Regions from separate parts of the Sus scrofa genome. Here region 2 is linked to region 1. A link is a contact called in public HiChIP or PLAC-seq data. All regions are on one chromosome and are shown on one strand. Each heading gives the region's core, a stretch centred on a gene start, on an enhancer-like site or on the middle of the called end of the contact. The rest is flanking DNA. Distances are from core to core; before and after follow the strand shown.

Region 1 (5,427 bases), core at 138-2,637:
ACCTCCTGCATCAAGATATAGAATATTTCAACACCAGAAGAGCTCCCCCGTAGCCTCTTCCGGTCACTATCCTCTCTCAAGGAATAGAGGTCTAATTTCTTACACCATAGGTTGTTCTTGCCTAGTTTTGAACTTTATGTGAATGGAATCACACAGTGTATAGCCTATTATGTCTGACTTTTTCACTTAACATTATATCTGAGATTTATCAATATTATTTTATATTCCAGTAGATGGTTTTCTTTTTAATTGCTAGGTGTGAATTGTGTAAGTGTATCACCTTGTATGGCTACCACAACTTAAGAATTCACCAGTGCAGAAATATTTCTGTATTTCTCCTACAGCCCAGTAGAAAAAGTCAGAAGACTTGTGTTCGAATCTTAATTTTACTGCTAAGTAACTACGTGAACTTCTTTTTCTCTGGGCCAGTTTTTCTCATTTGTGGATGAAGAGGTTGGACTAAAGCAGTTTTTCCAAGTTTAATGTTCAACAGATTACTAATCACAGTCTCTATAAGCAATTGGAAGAGAGTCACAATCTCATATCTGACAAAGAACTCGTATCAGGAATGTATAAGGGACTCCTAGCAATCAATAGGCAAATAAGACAAAAAGACGACTCAACTAAGAACAGGAGATAGGCTGTGTGTGTGTGTGTGTGTGTGTGTGTGTATTACAGTTGTTACAATAGAGAAGAAATTTGTTAAGGGAAATCTGCGGGTGCTATGATTATGTAAAGAATATATTGAAGCGCTCAGAAACATTTGGTCATCTACATGCTGCAGGAGCTGATTTTCAAAAAAGCATCCTCCTATATTGTCTTCTGTGAGGGAGGCACCATGTTTAATTTTAATGAATGCACGAAATCCACATGAAAGTCTTCATAAACTGTAAAGCTTTCTGCAAATGAAAGGCATTATTATTATTCCAGATACAATATGAATGCAGCTGACATCAACCACCATTCATCCCAGCTGCAGGTGTAATGACCAACAAGGGTATTTTCCTTTGTTCCTTTGCCATGGCCATGGGAGACTGTCTGAACCCAATACACAAATAACAGCTGTGATTTTAATTGAGACTTTTGAGTGGATAAGCAAGGTGTACGCTGAACGCATAGCAACAGATAGATTTTCACTTGGGCAGTCACATTATTATTTCCTCAGACTTTGAAAAGGGAAAGTTTTAACAGACCTCTTGGAAGTGACCCTTGTTTTTCCCCCCACCTGTTCGCAGTTACTGTCACAGTATGCGTCATCTCTCTCCCACGCGCACAGTGGGAAAACAACTTAGCCATCCAGAGCAAAGACAGTGTTTTGCTGTGTCAGGGCTACAAGAGTCTGCATATGGTTCGTTGTCCATTTCCCAATTAGGCTCCCTCCCTAAGCACTGGAGTTTTCTGCCCAGAGAGCCTGCCTGGGATCCTTATCATTTCAACAGAAATAAGTCAGCATGAGAGGCCACGGCAAAGCAGAATTTTGCCAGAATGCTTGTGGTCTCTGCCTTGCCCTTTTAAAAGATTTTGCAACTCTGGTCTTGCCTTAGCAGGGTGAGAAATTGTCCCAACAACGTAATCAACCCAGATTGGTCAACCAAAGGGAATTTGCTTGTTCACTCACATTTGCTGCCGGTATCTTCTTGGACCAGGATATCCTGTGGCTCTGCCCCTTGACTGGAGTCACTAACTCTTGGTATTCCCTTTCCAGTCTTGTGCATAGATGTGTTTCAGACTTTGTATTTGCCCATTAATGTTTCCCCTATGATAGACTGAGCAGCTCTGTAGTAAAACACACAAACACGTGCACACACACACACACACACACACTCCTAATCTAAATACTATAGTTGTAGAGGGAAAGGGTTTCAGAGTCCAGAAAACCTGGGTTTGAATCCTGGATTTATCACTGCACCTAGATGATAAGCCTCAGCCATCTTATCTGTAAAATGAGGATAAAAATACCTTCCTCGCTCCCAGGATTCTTGTGAAATCAAGAGAAGCAATACGTGGATACCTTCCTGGAGAGATGTGGCCCACGGTAATTGCCTCATAAACAGTGGGTGAAATGATCTTTCTGTAGACGGTACAACTGGGACAGTCAGCCAGGGCAGGGAAGTGGCCAGCCCAAGTTTTTCAGTAAGTTAACAGCAGACTCAGGACAAAAGCTAAGGCCCAGAGCTCTTTAACACTCTGGAGCAAAGGGGGCCATGTCCAAGAATTCCTTCTGCAGGTTTGGGGAGGAGACAAAACAAAACAAAACAAAATGAAACATGGCACTTCAATGAGGTGAATTATTAAGCTTTGGTGATTTTTTAAAAACTGACTGGCCTGTAGTTGACTAGCTTGAAAGAGAGGTTTTTGGTTTTGTTTTTGAAATCCTAATCTCTATGTTTCAGCATTTCTTCCCTGTTCAGCCAAAGGCATCTGTATTGCTTTGAGGAGAGTTAGGATTGTTAGATCAGGAAAGCGAAAAGGAAGAAACTAATAAAAGAGGTTCTTTCAGCTCACAACAGAAGCATGGCTTCCAGTGCCAGAGCTTTAGATTTGGAAGAGCCAGGTTTTGAGAGAGGAGAGAGCCCTTGAGAATCCCAAAGGAAGATTCTTAAGAAAGCAGGCTATGGAATCTATGACATAAAATTAGGTGGCAAAGGGAATAGGGAAAGAACCAGGCACCTGAGCCCGCTCTCTGGACCAGTGGTGCGTGGTCACCTAAATAGAAGAGGGAGAGGAGAAGTGGTAGGCTGAGGGTTGGATGAGCAGGCCAGATGGAAGGAGATCAGAGGTGGGGTGCTGGCAAGCATAGAGGGATGGGGTGTCCTGCAGACTCTGCATTGCCATTTAGGGGAGAGCCACGTGGGCTGTTTCTCTCAGCCTTTTCTGTTGAAGACCCTCTGTAAACAGCTGCCTGCATGTCACCCATGGATTTTCATCAGAAGTGACAGCCATAGTGCCTCAAGATTTTGCTAACCTCCATTTGAGCTACCTATTTGGATATTTCTCTTTTTAATGGCCAAGGACACTAATAAATGTGTGAAACACAGGCACAGTCTCCAGATGATGGGTGGGAATGTGGAGGGGAAGCCCCTAGCACTCGTATCCAACCGTCTTCATTACTTTGATTTAATTTCAGTTTTAGCAAATTGATAGAGCCTAGAGTAGTCTCTGGAGCCAGGCCACTCACTGCCTTGTATCCTGGTTCTATCTCCTGATTAGCTTGGAAGCTTTGAGGGAGTATACGAAACTCTTGACTTCCTCATCTGCCAGGGGCCATAATCACAGTATCTAGCACATAGGTTTGCAGTATGAATAGAAATGAATTAATATACATATAGGACTTGCTGAGAACAATGCCTTATACATAGTAGGGTTCAATAATTGTCACTTACAGTTATTCTTACTGTTTGTGTTCAGCCACACCAAGACGTGTGTGTGTGTGTGTGTGTGTGTGTGTGGTATAGAGCTGACCAACTCTGTTTTTTTACAATAGCCAAGAGAGAATTTGCTTTCTGGGGTTTTTCACTTGATTTTTTTTTTATTCATTCATTTGTAAATGCTTTCAAGAAATATTTATTGGATCCCTTCTATATGTTCTCCAGGCACTGCACAAGGTGCTGAAGATAAAATGACGTACAAAACAGACATATCCCTGTCCTCTTGTGGTTTGCCACCCCAGCTATTCTCTTCCAATAACCCCCTTCCCTTCTTCTGATCTGGGGGTCTGGGCCACTGTCCTGAGTGCATTTCCTAGTGCTGGCAGTCTGGGGTCCTGCAGCAGGCCATAAAATGCATGGTATATGGGTTTAATAATGTCAGGGGAAATTTTCAGTTAATCCTTTGGACTGTGGGTACACTCAGGATTCAAAGGCCAGACCAGAACGTCACGAAGAGAAACAGAGAACTGGTAATTATCTGGTGAATTTGGGTCATGTGGAAAGCCAAACCAAATTACTTTAGCCAGGGAAAAAAAGGATTTTTTTCTCTCTTCACATGAATTAGTAGTTTTGGTAAGATTTTTCTGGGGTCTCCCTTCCTCTTTTTACTTCATTCTAACAGCTCTTTCCTAGAAATCAGCACATTGTGGGAAAGATACAAAGGCAAGGACTTTGAGGACTGTCCATTCATGGGATATTATTTGGGAATCCCTGGTCTTATTTCCAGTATGCATATGGAAGATTGAAGCAGAGTTTTCAGTCATACCAAGTTCTAAGTTGGCAATACTATCATAAATCCAATCAGCTCTTAGGTGCTCTGATTTTGAACTAAATCTGACAACTTCTCTTCATTTGTAACAGAAATGTTTTGAGTTAGATGCTCTTTTAGTTCCAAATTATATTAGATTATGAATTTGCATTTCTAAGGCAAAAGCAAATGAAGAGAACATGCTTTAATTTTTATGTTGTAGGTCATTTATTATCCTTTTAATAGAAGATTTCAGTGTATTCCCTATCCAGGAAATGGGAATGGAAATTGCCTACTTCAACATGTAATCTATAAAATCTCATTAAATAGTGTAAAGAGAATTTGTCACTTTGTCACCTAACTGACCTTTTACAACACTGAGACCCACGGTGAAGTGCACCCTCCCCAACTCGGATGAAATGCCTGCATATTTTACTGTGTTCTCACCAATAAAAGCCTTCAGCCAAAATTTCAGCTAGTCCAAGTCAATTTTTAAGCAAAGTGCATAACCAGAAATTGGCACAAACATTTGTGTATCATCCTTTCCATATTCAAAAGCTGTCTGAGACTCATTTGATTAAGCATAAAAATAACTCTGTGAATGTCATTAGAAAGGCTGATGAACATTCCATGTCTGGTCCCTTGAATTTGTATTCTGGAGATGTATTATTAAGTCACTGCTAAATAGTTTCTCTTGTAAGAACCTGATCATGCTCTCTAGAGTCTGAAGGAATTACTTTCATATTGAGTTTAGAAAGTTTAATTTTTCTATTTCCATTCAACAGAAAGGAAACAGCTGGTAAATTAGGGAAGGCCAGTACAGTTTATTTGGCTATGTAGCCTTCACTGGCTTCTTTGGTTAATAGAGCATCTTTATTCCAACCAGGGTCCCCTCCTTGCCAAATCTCCTCATTAAACTGAGTTGTGATTAGAAAAGAATAAATGACATTTTATTTCATATGTGGCTCCTTCCAAGCTTCCATACTCCTCTTTAAGTTTTCCTCTTACACAACTTTTCCTTGGCCTGGCATTTCTTCTCCCTGGCAGTTCTTCAGCACAGAATGTGTAAAGTTCTTGTCCAGTCTTGTAGACTACTACTAAATTCAGCTTCTCCTCATCCCCTCCCAGGGCTCAATTGTTATTCATTCATTTATTCCTCCCAAAAACATTAATTCTTACACACAATACAGCTTTGTATATTTTAGTCTCAAGCAGTCATCTCTGAGGATAATTTATTGGTTCAGAAATGGA
Region 2 (5,195 bases), core at 914-3,413, 430 kb before region 1:
CGAGGCATGTAGAGGTTCACAGGCTAGGGGTCAAATTGGAGCTGTAGCCGCCAGCATATACCACAACCACAGCAGCATGGGGTCCGAGCCGAGTCTGCAACCTACACCACAGCTCAAGGCAGCGCTGGATCCTTAACCCACTGACGGAGGCCGGGGATCGAACCTGTGTCCTCATGGATGCCAGTCAGATTCGTTTCTTCTGAGCCGGGAGGGGAACTTCTCTGTCAGATTCTTTTCCCACATAGATTATTACAGAATATTGGGTAGAGTTCTCTGTGCTGAGGTGTTGTATTTCTAATGAGTACTAATTGTAATAGCACTTGCCTCACAGGCCTGTTGCTAGGATTCAGCCACACAATGGACAGTCCTCAGGAGTCGGTACCGGGTGGCCATCGTGGTCATTGGTTCATCATTAGAGGCCGACACTCCCTGTGTGACCACAGAAAGGAAGTTACTCCTGGGGGACTTTTGGTTCTGCCGGGGTACTCCTTGAGGTTTTTTTCCCATGAGAAGCGAGTTGATCTCGTGCGATGCTTACTTTCATAAAAAGCTGTCAGCCTTCAGCCCTGGCAGGCTGAAGCCACAGCAAAGGGGCGCTGCCCCCCTAGCCTGGACCTGGGAGGCCAGTAACTTCTGATCGCCACCTGCATCGCCTGCTGTCCACCTGTTCTCTAATCTCTGCCCCTCATGAAGCCAGACCATTATCAGAGAGCCCTCTGCCTGACCTGCACTTTTTCCACCCTGCCCATGAAGGAAGCCATCTGTCACGGGCTGGGTGGGAGGGAGGAGGCGGGGGACAGTGTAATAAAGTGCTCTGGGAAGCTCAGTGCTGGGGTTCGAGGGGTGAGGCACCGTTCCTTGTATTACGCAGAATCTTCAAGATAGCCTGGTGCAGGGAGAGACGCTCAGGTCTAGCGCCCAACAGGTTTTCATTGGGGGACGTTAGAAATCCCTACGCACCAGTGTTCCCTTGTTAACACTGGCGAAGGGCCAGAGCGGAATTTGCAGCCTCCCTGGAGCAAGTGCATGAGGCTTGTTGGGGGGCATCTTGTGAACTCAGTTTCCTTCTGGCTCCACTGAGCTTTCCTATCCTTATCCTCTCTGTATGAGGAAACAAACACCACTAGTTGTCTGTGACATGTGTCACATGGCAGAGACTGTGCTGTTTCCTTACATTTTATGATTGTGCGCATTTTGGGTTTCATCACAACATGTATGGAGGTTTTCTAGGCGATAGACATTTTTGAAAATATTTCATGCCGTGACACGTATCATTCTAACATCGCCCTTAGAAGATAGGTAATATTACTGTCCTCATTTATCAATGGAGAAAAGGAGACCCAGAGAGGTAGCACTTGCCCAAGATCACAGGAGTCATGAAAGGCACAAGCTACCTTTGAATCGAAGCAGTCTGCCCAGAACCTGCCAGGAAGAGTTCACCTCAAAGCCAGAATGAGGGAATCTCAGTGAGAAAAAGCATGCACACAGTTCATAGTTCTAGCATCAGAAAGCATGCTGGAAAAAAAAAAAAATTTGAAAGGGAAGAGGGAGAGTTCCATTGTGGTGCAGCAAATCCAATTAGTATCTATGAGGATAAGGATCTGATCCCTGGCCTCGCTCAGTGGGTTAAGGATCCAGCGTTGCCAGGAGCTGGGGTATAGGTCACAGGCACGGCTCAGATCTAGTGTTGCTGTGGCTGTGGTGTAGGGCGGCAGCTGTAGCTCTGATTGAACCCCTTGCCTTGGAACTTCCATATGCCTAGGGTGCAACCCTAAAAAGAAAAAAAAAAAGAAAAAGAAAAAGAAAGGGACAAGGGAGAGCTGGAATGACTTAATTTGTCTAGAAGAGTGTGGGTATGAAGTGTTCCGTGGGGGGAGGGTGTGCACTCTATGATATCCCGTCACAATGATACAGCATCGCAACATCATAATGATACGGCTGTCAATGTTTAAACCAAAAAGGACAGACTTTAGGAAGAAGACTTAGGGGGTTAGAGCATGAAGCTTTTGCTTCCCTTTAAAGCTTCTGTGAAGTGTTTCCATCTTCACATGGACCAGAAATAGACTCTCTTTCCCCTAGAGCAAAGTGTTTGCCTTGTCATTGTTCCCATAAATATAGTTTTTTACGACTTCCGTGTTTGATATCCTGTAATTCATTTTCGACATGCCATGAGCAAACCAGCTTGAGCTGTTACCTCAAGAAGAACTAGAGATGTGGGGGCAAGAGAGAGCATTGACTGGCGCTTTTTCCTGAGTGGGAGTTAATTGCATTTATCAGAAGTTCTTGTTCCTGAACTGGTGGGTGGGATGGCTACTTTTTCCCCCCTTTCTTTCTTGGTCTCAGCATTCGGAAGTTCCTGGGTCAGGGATCGAACGCGTGCCGCAAAAGTGACCTAAGCAACAACAGTGACAATGCCAGACCATTAATTCACTGAGCCACTAGGAACTCTAGGATGGCTACTTTTTTGCTGTGTCCTCACCAAGCAGTTTCTGTCAGTGCTTTCCTGCACCTCAAGAAATCTCCTTTTTGGAAAAGTTAAGTTTTCTGAGGTTGAACCCACTTGACAGTCAATTTTCTCTCTCTCTCTCTTTTTTTTTTTACTATCTTTTCAATTAACAAGAGAGTTTCCAAAAAGGTGCCAGACGTCGTCTGAACCTTTCTCCAAAATTCCTGTCTGATCTGAGTCATTTCCCTTCTAAAGAATATTTTTTCCTTTTCTTTCTTTTTTTTTTAGGGCCACACCTACGGCACACGAAGGTTCCCGGTCTCCGGGGGCAAATCAGAGTTGTAGCCACTGGCCTATGCCACGGCCTCAGCAATGCCAGATCTGAGCTGTGTCTGTGATCCCACCTCATCGCTCACAACAACACTGGATCCTTAACCCACTGAGCGAGGCCAGGAATTGAACCTGCCTCCTCACGGATCCTAGTTGGGTTTCTTTCTGCTGAGCCAAACAGAAAATCCAGAAGTACTTTTTATTTCATATATAATGTCCCTAAGTGGATATGCCCGTGCATTTGGCTCTCGATGTGTAACATCTCATGTGTGACTTTCTCTCCAGGAGTTAGCTGTCCCGGTGGTGCACGACGGTGGCGCCCTCTTGGCATTTGTCTGCGGTGTCGTGTACACGCTCCTGCAGTCCATCATCTCCTACAAGTCGTGTCCCCAGTGGAACCGCCTTTCCACGTGTCATGTCCGGATGGCCATCTCTGCCGTCTCCTGTGCAGCCGTCATCCCCAGTATCCTTTTCCATCACATCTGTCAGTGTCCTTGTAAGCCTGACACCCCCACCCCACCCCCCAAAGCCATGGAGAAAGCCGAGGTTAACAGCCAAGTGTCAACATGCCTCAGGACAACAATTGGGAGAAAAGGGTAAATCATTAAGAAAATATCTCAACATTGTCTGGTTAGATCAAAAAAATCTTTGGGCAAAAGAATGGTGTGAAAGGCAAATGGAAAAATATGTCAGAACACTTCAGTATCTGTTTACTTTCCTTCCACAGGGTCGATTTCATGAGCCATGTGAAAATATTTATTTTTCTTTGTAGTGCTTGGCTAAAGACATCAAATATTGATATTGTACTTAAAGTAACAGCCTTGTGGAGTCCCAAGAGGCCAGACTCTTCCTTTCTCCCCACACGAAGGTGATTAGATGGTTTGATTTACTAGTCCATATCAAGACGGTTTAAAAAGCTCTATATGATTTACTTTTCTAAATCACTTAAAATACATTTAGCCTTTTCTTTTTATAGCTGGTTTCATTTTCAAGAAAAAAAAAAATTGGAGTTCCCATTGTGGCTCATTGGTAACGAAGCCAACTAGTATCCATGAGGTTGTGGGTTTAATCCCTGGCCTCACTCAGTGGGTTAAGGATCCGGCGTTGCCATGAGCTGTGGTGTAGGTCGCAGACTCGGCTCAGATCCCGAGTTGCTGTGGCTGTGGCGTAGGCCGGCAGCTGCAGCTCAGATTTGACCCCTAGCCTGGGAACCTCCATATGCCGCAGATGTGGCCATCCCCCAAAATAATAAATTTATCACACTTGTATATTCTGATTTAGAAGAATGAAAACCATCCCTCCCTCCTTCCCTTCCTTTTTTTCTTTTCCTTTTTTCCCCCAGAGAGGTATTTAACAAAAAATAAAATTGAGAAGCTGTGGTCTTTTGGGGTGGGAAATTTCCCATCTTTCAAAATAACATTTACAGTCATATCAAATGCTGGTTTGTGTACAAAGTGGGCAAGCTTGAGTAAAAAGACATGATGCCATCATGTACTTCTAAGTATTAAGCTTTGTATTTTTTAATTTATTTTTTAATGGAAGTATAGTTGATTAAGTTTGCATTTCTCTTTTAAAAATCAGAGCTATACAAAATGTGAGGTCTAAATCTATGGTTTGGGGTTTCGTTTTTGTCATTTAGAGACGGAAATTTTTAATTACAAAATTTCTAAGCACAGAGAAACCAGTTCTAGTATTGAGAAATTTAACAACAAACTGTATACCCTGGTTCCTAAGATATTTCATTCTCCATTTCCTTGTCCTGTTTATGGATTGAATATACTCATGTTTTCTCTTGAAATGTATCTCCTCAACTTTTAGCTTGTGTTAACTGTAAGATTTATAGAACTGTTTGTAGGGTTATAAAGTTTTCTTGGTGTAGGAAGCCTTTCTTTGCTTTCAACTTTGGAGACAAATCACTAGGTATTAAAATGAGAGGGTTTTAGCAGAATCAGCTTTTCAGGCCAGAGTTTCACATACTCAGTTCTAGGAGGTTCTTTTTGTTTTTGTTTTTTGTTTCTTGTTTTTTTCAGGGCCACACCCACAGCATATGGAGGATCCCAGGCCAGGGGTCCAGTCAGAGCTACAGCCACCGGCCTACACCACAGCCACAGCAACTTGGGATCTGAGCCACGTCTGCAACCTACAGCACAGCTCATGGCAACACCAGATCCTTAACCCACTGAGCGAGGCCAAGGATCAGACCAGAATCCTCATGGATATTAGTCTGGTTCATTAGCACTGAGCCACTGGAACTCCAGAGGAAGTTCTTATGAGCCATGCTGAGGGGCAGCATCCTGGAACAGAAACAGGTTATGTCCTTTTATCCAATTAACTTGAACAAATTTATCGATATGAAAAAGTCTTTTGTCTTAAACATTAGGCTGGATTTATATTTCCTTACAAAGATTTTAAAGCATCT

Evidence for each region. HiChIP or PLAC-seq counts read pairs in DNA pulled down with a chosen protein or histone mark.
Region 2: an H3K27ac HiChIP or PLAC-seq map of alveolar macrophages shows a contact between it and region 1. The contact joins two enhancer-like sites. A contact is called at or near these places in 2 of 47 Hi-C or Micro-C datasets (both in embryonic fibroblasts) and 1 of 2 datasets of contacts at active chromatin or transcription factors (alveolar macrophages).

Annotation. Positions count from the first base shown.
Region 1 is chr5:81,871,086-81,876,512 of Sscrofa11.1, reverse strand. It overlaps a transcript of IGF1 not described here. Among named protein-coding and RNA genes, the nearest start is that of IGF1, 93 kb to the right of the region's middle. Within about 2 kb of position 1,387, at least 11 of the 83 cell types and tissues checked have an H3K27ac peak or open chromatin away from gene starts, as enhancers often do. A contact at or near this core is called in alveolar macrophages, where this site is marked.
Region 2 is chr5:82,300,284-82,305,478 of Sscrofa11.1, reverse strand. All of the region lies in intron 4 of GNPTAB (N-acetylglucosamine-1-phosphotransferase subunits alpha/beta), which reads right to left. DRAM1 (DNA damage regulated autophagy modulator 1) reads left to right here. Exons shown (of 7, transcript NM_001190286.1): 4 at 3,062-3,239. Among named protein-coding and RNA genes, the nearest start is that of DRAM1, 23 kb to the left of the region's middle. Within about 2 kb of position 2,163, at least 5 of the 83 cell types and tissues checked have an H3K27ac peak or open chromatin away from gene starts, as enhancers often do. A contact at or near this core is called in alveolar macrophages, where this site is marked.